2 separate regions of the Mustela erminea genome follow, and region 1 is linked to region 2. Evidence: chromatin contacts called from public Hi-C data. All regions are on one chromosome and are shown on one strand. Each heading gives the region's core, a stretch centred on a gene start, on an enhancer-like site or on the middle of the called end of the contact. The rest is flanking DNA. Distances are from core to core; before and after follow the strand shown.

Region 1 (5,223 bases), core at 2,188-4,687, 74 kb after region 2:
CATCCTCTCCTTGGAGAATGAGCTCTATGAGGCACGGAAGGCCTTTCTGAATTCCCAGTTTCTGGCTCAGTGACTGGCATACAACGGGAGCTTAATAAAAGACTCTTGGACAAACGAACGAGGCCTTCTCCCAGGCTTTGCTTAAACCTTGTCACAGACTGGGTGGTTCAGTTGGTTAAGCATCTGCCTTCCACTCAGGTCATGATCCCAGGTCCTGGGATCGAGTCCCGTGTCCGGTTCCCTATTCAGCGGGGAGCCCGCTTCTCCCTCTGCCTGCTGATCCCCTGCTTGTGCACATGCTCTCTGTCTGACAAATAAAATCTTTAAAGCAAACAAACAAAACCCTCCTCATACCCTTCCTTGCTACTAGGGTATCTCCTCTCCTTCTGACTTCCGCTCAAAACTCAACTTCCCAGGGTGCTTCCCACGGAGCCCTCGCCCCTCCCTAATTTTGCATCCTCAGCCCTGTGTCCCCCCTGTCTCTGCTAATCCCACTTGGAAGCTGCCTGTGTGTGAGTTCTTGTAAATGGCCTACAGATAATTTAGGGAGCAGCATTACAGATGATCTCTGTCTTGTCTGTTACAGTAACAAATGCACACGCTCTGCCCAGACGAGCAAAGTTATGGCTTTTGCTTCCTGTGATGAATCTAACATTGTCACAAATTCCATCAGGTAGGGTAGTGGAATCAATAGGCTAATTAATTGACTGGTTTGTGTAAATATTCAGCGAATTTTAAGTTCAAAACAACGAGCCATTTCAGCCTTCCCAGATCCCTTGGTAATGTGGCTATAAGTCCTCATGCCGTGGCTCAGGGTCGTGGTGGGTCCCTCGCTGACCCTCGAGGGGCTCTCCATGCTAGGTAGCCATCTGCCTGGTCCGTAAGCCAGCCTGGCTTTCCCCAGCCCTCAGCTATTCCCACTACCAGAATTCTCAGCAGGGATCAGGGCACAAAGGACCCTCTGCTTTTGCCTTAGCCTTCAGTCTACTCATCCACTTGCCTCCTCACTCAGGAACGGCATCCTGGGGCAGAAAGACAGGCACCCATGAGTCTGGCCACTCATGTCCCAGATGTGGGCCCATCTGCCTCTGGTAATTCCCAGGCCCGGGAAGGCGGAGCTCTCCCGCAGAAGCCTTACTATCCCTCTCACATGCATGGCCGGAGAGTGGTGCAGGACAGCCAGACCAGTATCAGCTGGGAGTTCGCCAAGATTCTCAAGCCCTGCCCCGACCTGAATGGGTGCTTGCGGTTCTACAAGACTCAAGGGCAGACCCCATGCAAGTCTGCAGAGCAGGACACCTCCCAGGGCATCCCGGGTACTTTCTGCCTCGCCGGGCCTCGGGCTCTGTACTCTGGCCCTCAGGTCCTGGGCCTTGATATTCTTGGGGCTTCAGCAAATTTAGGAAATCCTTTTTGCCACTTCCAAAGCCCAACTTCCCGATGCCGTGGACCCAGAAATCTTGCCCCAGCACCTGTCACTTCCATGGACATGGGTGCGGGGGACGCCAGTAGTCTGCGTGGACAGGACGGGAGAAAGCGCTGGGGCCTCGGTGTCACACGGGCTGCCGAGATGTCACCTAGGAGCGTCCTCCCCTCTGTTAGGGCGTGAGAGTCCCAGACAGCTGTACACTCTTTGAGCAAGCAGACACCTGCCTTCGTCCTCCAGGTCTATAGGGGATAACTAAGCACTTCCCCCCCCCATTTGCTGCCGGGAAGCTTCCAGTCAAATCCACGGCCCACCAGTGGTAAGTGTGTGATTCTGTGTGATCCCCTCACGTGGCTCGTTCCTGCTTCCATCCTTCCTCCTCACGTTCCGTATAAGCATTTTATTAAAACCCATCTTCCCTTTATTAGTCCCTTTAAATCTCTTCTGAAACCAGGTGGAAGAAATTTACAGGCAGGTACCGTTCTAGGTCCTTGACCGCATTTCGTCTCACTTCACCTTCACCGGGATCATGGTCTCTTTTTTCAGGAGGAGGAAAGTGAGCCTCGGAGAGGCTCGAGACACGAGCCAAGGGCAGCGGCTGAGTGCCTAAGTTGGGGGTCTTGGCTCTCTGCATTCAGAGCTGGGCCCCCAGAAGGGCTCTCATGGAAGGTGCGCCAACACTGCTGAGAGGGAGCCGCAGAGAGACACATATTGGTTTCTGCTGGGCCCCAGAACTCTCCACCAGGCATTATGGGGATTTGCCCAGTGGCCAAACGCTAGCTGGAAGGCTTGTTTATGCTAGGCCCACTATTTCCCCCAGTTAATTGATGATGAAGGTCCTTTTTTTTTTTTAAGATTTTATTTATCTATTTGACAGACAGAGATCACAAGTAGGCAGAGAGGGAGGCAGAGAGGTGGGGGGGAAGCAGGCTCCCCACTGAGCAGAGAGCCTGGTGCGGGGCTGGATCCCAGGACCCTGGGATCATGCCCTGAGTCAAAGGCAGAGGCCTAACCCACTGAGCCACCCAGGAGCCCCGACGATGAAGGTTCTTGAGAACAGAGCTGGGGCTAGTGATTCTGTGAATGGAGCAGGGACACTGCTTTGTGGGAGTGTGTGTTTCAATGGGGTGTGTCTGCCTCGCCCCCAAGGCCCTAAGTTCTTAAGGCAGGGGCTATGTTCCCCACCTTGTTGGGTGCTCCAGGCAAGCTGGTACCCTCAAAACTCAAAGTGAGCCTGCCCTCCGAGAACAAATTTAGGATGAATGCGGAAGATGACACCAAGCACCTATTTAAGAATAAGAGAATTTATATGTACCGACAAGAAAAAGTTATCTTTAGTTGAAAAAGGCAAATTAAAACACAGTATATGGATTAAGATCCAATTTTTGTGTTGTTTTTTTTTTTAAGATTTTTTCATTTATTTGACAGAAAGAGAGAGCACAAGTAGGCAAAGTGGCAGGCAGAGGGAGAGGGAGAAGCAGACTTTCCACTGAGCAGGCAGCCCGATTCAGGGCTCGATCCCAGGACCATGGGATCATGACCTGAGCTGAAGGCAGACGCTTAATGGACTGAGCCACCCAGGTGCCCCCAATTTGTATGTTTTAAATACACAGTCATATGCATACACGTACACATACACACACACACGCACACACACACACAGGAGGTCTTGAAGGAAACCTCAAACACCAGATTATTAACAGCTACTTCTGGAAAGAGAGAGAAAAAATGGGGTTACGGGTGACAGAACTTTTTTATTGCTTAATTTTTACTATATATACTTCCATACTGTGAGAGCTTTTTACACTGATGTTATCACTTCATAATTTAAGGGAAGACTGATTTTTTTCAGTGTAGTGAATAAAGTCAGCCACTGTGAACATGTCCTGTGAATGTGTGACTAAGATTACAGAATGCCTCGTTGCATCAAAAGGGCCAGTGTGTTGCTTCAGAGAAAGTCTGGGCACGTGGGTGAAGGGGATATTTGCTCCCTGGCTGGGCCGTTGTAGGGAGAGATGGGGCAGCCTCACAAGCCTGGGGTTTTAGCAGCTCAAGCAGAGTTGCCATGGTTGTGGCCTCAGAAATGTAGCTGAGGAGCCTCGGTGAAGCAAGCAAGGGTGCCCCTACTGGTCCCTCTGAAGGCGGTGTGGAATCCAACCTTTCAGAGGTAAGAGGCTTCGGAGCGGCTGACCTCTGCTCCTCCATGGGGGTGGGGGCGGGGCAGAGTGACCCGGTGGGGGGGTGGGAAAGGCTTGCCTCACACCCCCAGACTCCATCAGCTAGCCATCCTTCTAGGAGGGTCGCTCCCCTCATCCTCCTTGGTGAAAGCCATCCATCCAACGTGGAGCCTGTCTTGCCAGCCACCCGGTCCCAGTGAACGAGCATTCTCTCTTGATGGGCGACAGAAATTCTCATTCTTTTTTTTTTTTTAAAGATTTTATTTATTTATTTGGCACAGAGAGAGATCACTAGTAGGCAGAGATAGAGGGGGGAAGCAGGCTCCCCGCCAAGCAGAGAGCCCGATGTGGGGCTCGATTCCAGGACCCTGGGATTATGACCTTAGCTGAAGGCAGAGGCTTTTTAACCCACTGAGCCACCCAGGCGCCCCTCTCTGTTTTTTAAACAGCTGCCTTGTGTCACCTTTTACAGAATATCCTCAGTTCGTTGCAGGGGGCAGGCTTCCCTCCAGTCTTTGAGGGAACCGGCTGGCCTGGAGAAATGGGCTTTGTCCTGGAAGGCCGAAGGTCAGCTAGAAACATCAAATACCCCAGGGGAGGGCGGGGGAGGGCTGAGGAGGAAGCAGCCCTCTAGGCTGGGCTTTGGAGGGCGTGGAGCGCCAGGAGGTGGAATGGAAGATGCTGGGGAAAGGAGGTAAAGCGACTGGTCTGAAGCCATTAGGCCTGGGGTCCTACTGGGATCCCTCGAAAGCCACCTCTCCGCCTCCGTCCTCCAACACCAACCTGTCCATCCCAGCACACAGATCGGAAAGGCCACTGGCCCCTACCATGCCTGCTCCACTCCCCCCTCCCTTGGTGATGCAAATGTCCTTGCTAAAGCCCAGGGACTGTGACCACCCCCATCCTTACGGGAAACTAGATGGTTTGGGGACAAAACGGACCCTTTGCGGTCTTGTGCAGGCAGGCAGTGGAGGGTCCTACTCAGGACCATGAGCTCTGGAGTCAAGAACAGTCCAGAAACCAGCTGTGCATCTCCCCAGCTGCGAACCCTGAGCTTCAGCTTCCCCGTGTGAATGTGACGCTAATGATGCGCATTTCTCGGGGGGCGTTGTGAGAAATGGATGAAGTAAAAGGAATAAGACATTTAACCAAAGCCTGCCAAGGAATCTCTCCGTAACGACCGATTGCCAAAGCCGCAGGCCCGCGTCGGAGCCTGGTCTAACGGAGCCATGGCGCCACCTTGTGGCTGATGCTCACAGCAGTACTTAATCAGATCCAAACACCCTTTTTTCCCCAATGCCCAGGAACCAACCGTGCTTGATAAAGCTCGTTGTTTAAATATGTAAAGTCTGTAATGGTGAGTATGGGATTGGTGTCCAGCAAAGCATCTTACAAGGGTCTTAGAGTTGCCAGAGAAAGATCATTTGGGAGGGCTCTCCCCTTCCCGCCATCAGAGATCACCTTTCATCTGTTATCATTGCCCAAATATTCCCAGGCATTCCCAGCTTTAGAGGTGAGCAGGAAGCAAGGTTTTATTAGCGTTGGCTCAAGCTGGTGAGAACGTCTGTGCTCAATTTCCAAGTGCCTGTGTCTTTTCAAGTTCTGTGCTAGGGCGTGATT
Region 2 (5,279 bases), core at 1,930-4,429:
ATGCTTTGCAGGGGTCAGGGGCACATGGATTCACACAAAACTCCCCTTCAGGACAACTCTTCCAAGAAAAGTAAAAGACCAAGGCATTTACTACTACAATCACTGAACCCAAAGCATCTCCAAAGACATGCAGAAAAACTCCACGCATGTTAAGCTGTGCAGCCTTATCATCATCTTCCAGTTCCACCTGGTCAGGTTCTCTGATAAGATTCCCATTCACTTGTACTTCCATCGCATCATTTCCGGACTTTTCTGGATCTACAAAGAAAGAAAAAAATGCTGTAACAGATACATCTAAAGTGTTATACAAACACCTTCATCTAATTCCATTTTAGTGAAAGAGATGAAAATTTCCATGGAACATAATTTAAAAATGTGCCCAGGGCAGTTTAGTATAAAATGATATGCTGGTGACAAGCCAGGGCATAGCAGCTAGGGTTAAATAAGTCATTAGGAAGATACTAATTCCCTAACTGAACCACCCTCTTACCTCCCCACCTCCAAAAAAAGTTCATCTTTTCTGTGGGGGTGGGGGGTCCTGAGAACATTCCCCTATGCTTTTTGGCATATACAAAAGCACAAGAACACATAAAATTGAATGTTATCCCCCATAAACTAAATGCCAATTATGGAGAAGTCTACCACAAATGCCTGATTTGACAGAGCTCTAGTCACTCTTTGTCATGAAGGTGTGTTGTGGCTAACTCAAACTTTTGTCATGAATATAAACCAGAGTCTCCTGGTGGAGAGGGTTTAGAAACGGACAAATCAGCAATATAAACCCATCAACGATGATAAACTTCAGGAAAATGTGAAATAATGCTCTATCTACCCTACAGGCTCTTAAACCAAATGCACCCATCTCTTACAAGGAATTGCTATATACACGAGAAGAGCTTAATTTTCTTTGGAATAACACCTTGCAGAGTGGAAGTGAGGGATATTCAATTGTTTATTAAATATACGAGTTCAGTTTCATTAACATGATATCCTGCATCTTCAAAAAAGAACAAGCTGTCTACATAGTATCATACCACTAAGCAAATAAATGTAAATGAACAAAATTAGAAGGAAATACACCAAACTGTTAATGTCATTAGAGCCTGGGTAGTGGGCTTTGGTTGATTCCTTTTCCCAGCTCTTGTCTTCCAACATTTTCCAAATTGCCTTCAAGAGCAATTATATTTAGAATGAAAGCAACCAGTAAAAAAGATGAGTAAGTTACCATCACTTTTATTTTGGTATGATTTGGGAAAGTCCTAAGTGAAACGTTAAACATGACCAAACTGGCCCTAAATGAAGGATTTGCAGGATTAAGCTCAAACTTCAGATAATTAACTGAAATATACATTGCCGTTCTGGCAAGAAACCTTTAAGCAGTGTTTTGAGCTCAGGAAAGCCCATGGCTACCTAGCTCTGCATGTAATACTGAGAAACTTGTTTGACGGGCACAAGAACCGCTTGGGCAGGGCAATGTTTCAAATGGCCAACCACTAAGGAGAAACTGGGGATCCTCTCCGTTTCCCAAGGGGTGGGGGCGAGAAATTTATTTAGGAAGCACTTTTGATTCCGTGAAAACCAAAATCGGTCTCTCGAAAGGACTGCTGGTCAGGGCGTCCAAGTGCAGCCGTGCATCGCAGCGGGCTGACTGACGGTCCCCTCCCGACCCTTTCCCCACGGTCCAAACCACACAGTCCCCACCGCCACCCCCAGCCGCGCGCCCCGGCCGAAAGAGGTCCTGTCTCCTCGTGTGCCCTGCGGGTGCGGGACCAGGAGGGCTAGAGTCGGCGGCGGCAGCGCGGTGCCGGCCGGCGCGGGCACCAGGGGGCGTGCGGGCCATCCCGCCCAGGGCCAGGCTAGGGTCCGGGCACCCCCTGACCCAGCCACCTGCGGTGGCCACTCTCTCCTCACCTGGCCGGTCCAGTTTCAGCCCGTTGGAGTTGCTGCTATTGGACACCAGGGTGTTGGTCTCCTCCTGGTCGGGCCTCTGGTCGCCCGAGGTCACGTTGCCGTCGCTGTCCCCGGTGCGGTTACTCTTGCTGCGGACCCCCTTGGAGTGGCCGTGGCCGTGACCCCCGTGCGAGTGGCCGTGGCCGGAGTTGTTGCCGAAGCCACTGTGATGGTGGAAGAGGCAGAGCCCCATCACGTTAACCAGCAGCCCGGCCACGCCGACCCCGAGGACCACCAGCGGCTGCTGCATCTCGTGCGGCTCGATGAAGCGCTCGATGGCCTCCAGCAGGATGGCGAAGCAGAGGCCGGTCAGGAAGATGGCGTTCACCAGAGCCCCCATCACTTCGGCCCGGATCCAGCCGAACGTGTTCTTCTGGGTGGCGTGGGTCCGCCGGGCGAAGCGCTCCGCCACCAGCGCCACCACCAGCGCCAGCACGTCCGACAGCATGTGAAAGGAGTCGGAGAGCATCGCCAGCGACGAGGTCACCCGGCTCACCACCACCTCCAGCACCATGAACATGAAGGTCAGCATCAGCATGCACAACAGCCGGCCCCGGTTCCGACCCCAGCACCCCATGGCTGCGGTTCACGGGCCCGCCGAGCGCGGCCGGGCGGCTACACTGGCGGTGGCGGCGACTCGCTGGCGGCCGGCGACCCGGCGGCGGAGGCGGGAGGACGGCGCGGGGCTCTCGCCGCCCAACCGGGCCGCTCGGGAAACCGCTGAGTGGCCTCCGCGACCGGACGGGGACGAGCCCGGGGTCAAGCCCCGGAGCCCCCGCGCCTGAGGGCGTCCCCGGCGGGCCGGCGGCGCGTAGCTCCTCAGGCGTCCGTGCTCGGAGCCGGCGCGGAGGCCCGGCTCAACCCCAGCAGTCCCCACACCCCCAGCGGGGCAGCAGAGGCCGAGGCGGCGGCTGCGGCGGCGGGGAGCCGGGGCTCCCGGAGCCCGGGGACGAAGAGCCGGAGCAGGAGCAGGAGCAGGCGAGCGGCGGGGGCGGGCGACGGGCAGCTCCGCGCTACGAAGGCTCCGAGCATCTGCAGGGCTCTCCACGCAGTCTTCCCCTCGCTGGTCTCCTCCGCTATGGCTCGAACCGGGAAGCCGACGCCTGAAGAGCTAAAAAGGCGGCGGCTCCGGCAGCTGCACTCGGCCCGGTCTCCGGCGCCTTCTTCACCCCCCCGCCTTTGCAGACGGTTTACAAAAAAACTTTGCTTTGCACTCGGAACCCCCGTTTTCACACGGACCCGAGCGTGACAAGGCCTCGGTGCCCCGCCCACCAGGCCCGGCTCGCTTTCCCATTGGCCAGAACCCCCTCACGACAGCCTCCGCACCCCGCCCACCCGCGCTCGCTATTGGATGGAGGCTCGGCGGGGCGGGAGGGGGCGTTGTCGAGGCGCCAACAGATGGGGGCGGGGCCTTTCCCTCCAGGAGCCGGGCGTGGGCCGGGGGCCGCGGCCGGGTGCAGCGGCGGGCGTCGTGGGGGAGGGTAGGGGGCGCGGGCCGCGTGCAGCAGGAGGGGGAGGGGCAGGCGGGGTCCCCCGGCGTGGCGGGGCCGCTGCTCAGGCCCTGCGGATCCTCGCGGCGGCCCGCACACCAACGGGGGCCAGGCAGCAAACAGACTTTGATCCTCCGAGCTGAATCCACGTGGTGAAGGGAGGCTCGGGAGACAAGTTGACCAAAGTAAAGCCATTTTGGTATTTAGGCTGACCCTTAACCTAAAAGTCAGCAGGTCATAAAAAGAGTCACAAGATCCCACTCATGAAAGACCACAAGACCCGACTCCCTCTGGCAGTAAGAGTCATAGAGGCTGGACATTCTTAAAATTGCTCCCTGTGGGTAATTCCACAACCCTAAGACAACAGAAAAACACCGCTCAGTGTAAGTGATAAGTCCAGCAGTAAGCCCATTCCTATACGTCAGACATTTAAAAAAACAAACAAAACTTACAAAACCGTTAGAGGCAAAGGGGGTCTTCTTCCTCACCTGGGAGGAAAGGCCGCTCTTTTGTCTATGATGTAGCCCCTTTCTTCTAGATACACCTCTGTCCCTTTCCCTAAACGGCTTGCTCTTGAATGATTTCTCCGCGAAGCCAAAGCTCCCCGCCCCCACGCCGGACCGCCCTGCCCTGGCGAGGGGCCTGAGACCCTCCCTCTGGCAGCTGCCACTGGCCGGCCTCGGCATCAATAGAAGAGACCAGAGACCCAGACCGCTGTGTGGTCAATGGCAGCCGGCGGGGGGCGGGGGGTGGGGTGGTGGCGAGAAGGGGAGCCGGTGGGTATGGGGCTCCCAGGTGCATCCTTCTGTTGAAAAGGGGACAACAACCTGGGCCTGCATGGAACCTGAACTGAACCTCTGAAAATGTTTCAGTAAAGCAGACCAACCCTCTCACCACCATCCCTAGGAGACTTTGTGTAACATCAGATATTTCTGTCACTGATTATCTAAAGACAATTTAGGGTACAGACGTCAAGCAGGAGCAAACCGGGTTCTGGTCCTTGCTTTGTCACTAGCCAGCTGTGTGACTTTGGGAGAGTCAACTAATCTCTCTAGACCTGTTTCTTCATCCGTCACGTAAAGGATTGGGCAAGAGGAACTCCTAAGATTCTTTCTGAGTCTAAAATTCTAAGGCTCTATGATTTAACAAACATTTTATTTATAGACTACAAGGAGCTGAACCCTGTGTTGGTTGCTATGGGGAAGGGGAGGGGCAGTTAAGAATACAGAAGAATGAGCTTCTGTCCAGGTGGAGGTAAAATATAAACACACAAAATGTTTAAGTTACGATGAAATACTCAATTAATTGTGCCGACACTAGTTTAGAGTGCATACATATTCACTGTGCTCTGAGCGGGGATTAGTCCATCTGGAAGTGAAGATTTCCAGTTCCTAAAGTGGAGGGGAGGCTGGAATCAGAGAAAGCAAAGGAGGACCCCTAAAGGCCTCACCACAGCCCCAGAACAGGAGGAAGAAACCCCACTGTTCTGGATTGCTAGAGCAGAGCAGTGCTAGCCAGTGCCTCAGGATCTATATATAAGGCTAGTTTGGAGCCATGTTGTTTTGCATTTTAAAAAAATATTTCTATTTCTGTTTTTTTTTCTTTTTTTTCCCCATTTGTATGTGGTGTGTTTCTCATTTCTCCAACCAAACTGCAAAGCAGGATCCTTGTCTTCTATTTCTGTTCTGCAATCATAGAAAAGAAAGGAGAAAAGTTTCCCAGACAGTAGCAAAGGAGGAATTGACAGGATTTGATGATGAATTGGGAGAGTGAAAACGAAGGAAAAGAATTTAACAAAGATGTTTCAAATGTTACCCTGATACGGAAAATATTGCTTTA

The links. Hi-C and Micro-C count contacts between places; a contact is called where the count stands out from the background.
Region 1: a Hi-C map of fibroblasts shows a contact between it and region 2, with 6 times the contacts expected there. The contact joins the enhancer-like site here to the promoter of SLC30A1 in region 2. A contact is called at or near these places in 2 of 3 Hi-C or Micro-C datasets (fibroblasts and spleen).

What each region holds. Positions count from the first base shown.
Region 1 is chr17:12,370,629-12,375,851 of mMusErm1.Pri, forward strand. No RefSeq gene overlaps it. Among named protein-coding and RNA genes, the nearest start is that of NEK2, 19 kb to the right of the region's middle. Within about 2 kb of position 3,438, the one cell type or tissue checked has open chromatin away from gene starts, as enhancers often do. A contact at or near this core is called in fibroblasts, where this site is marked.
Region 2 is chr17:12,297,044-12,302,322 of mMusErm1.Pri, forward strand. It overlaps SLC30A1 (zinc transporter 1), which reads right to left and starts at 3,180. Exons shown (of 2, transcript XM_032318406.1): 1 at 1,912-3,180; 2 at 1-258. The coding sequence starts at 2,527.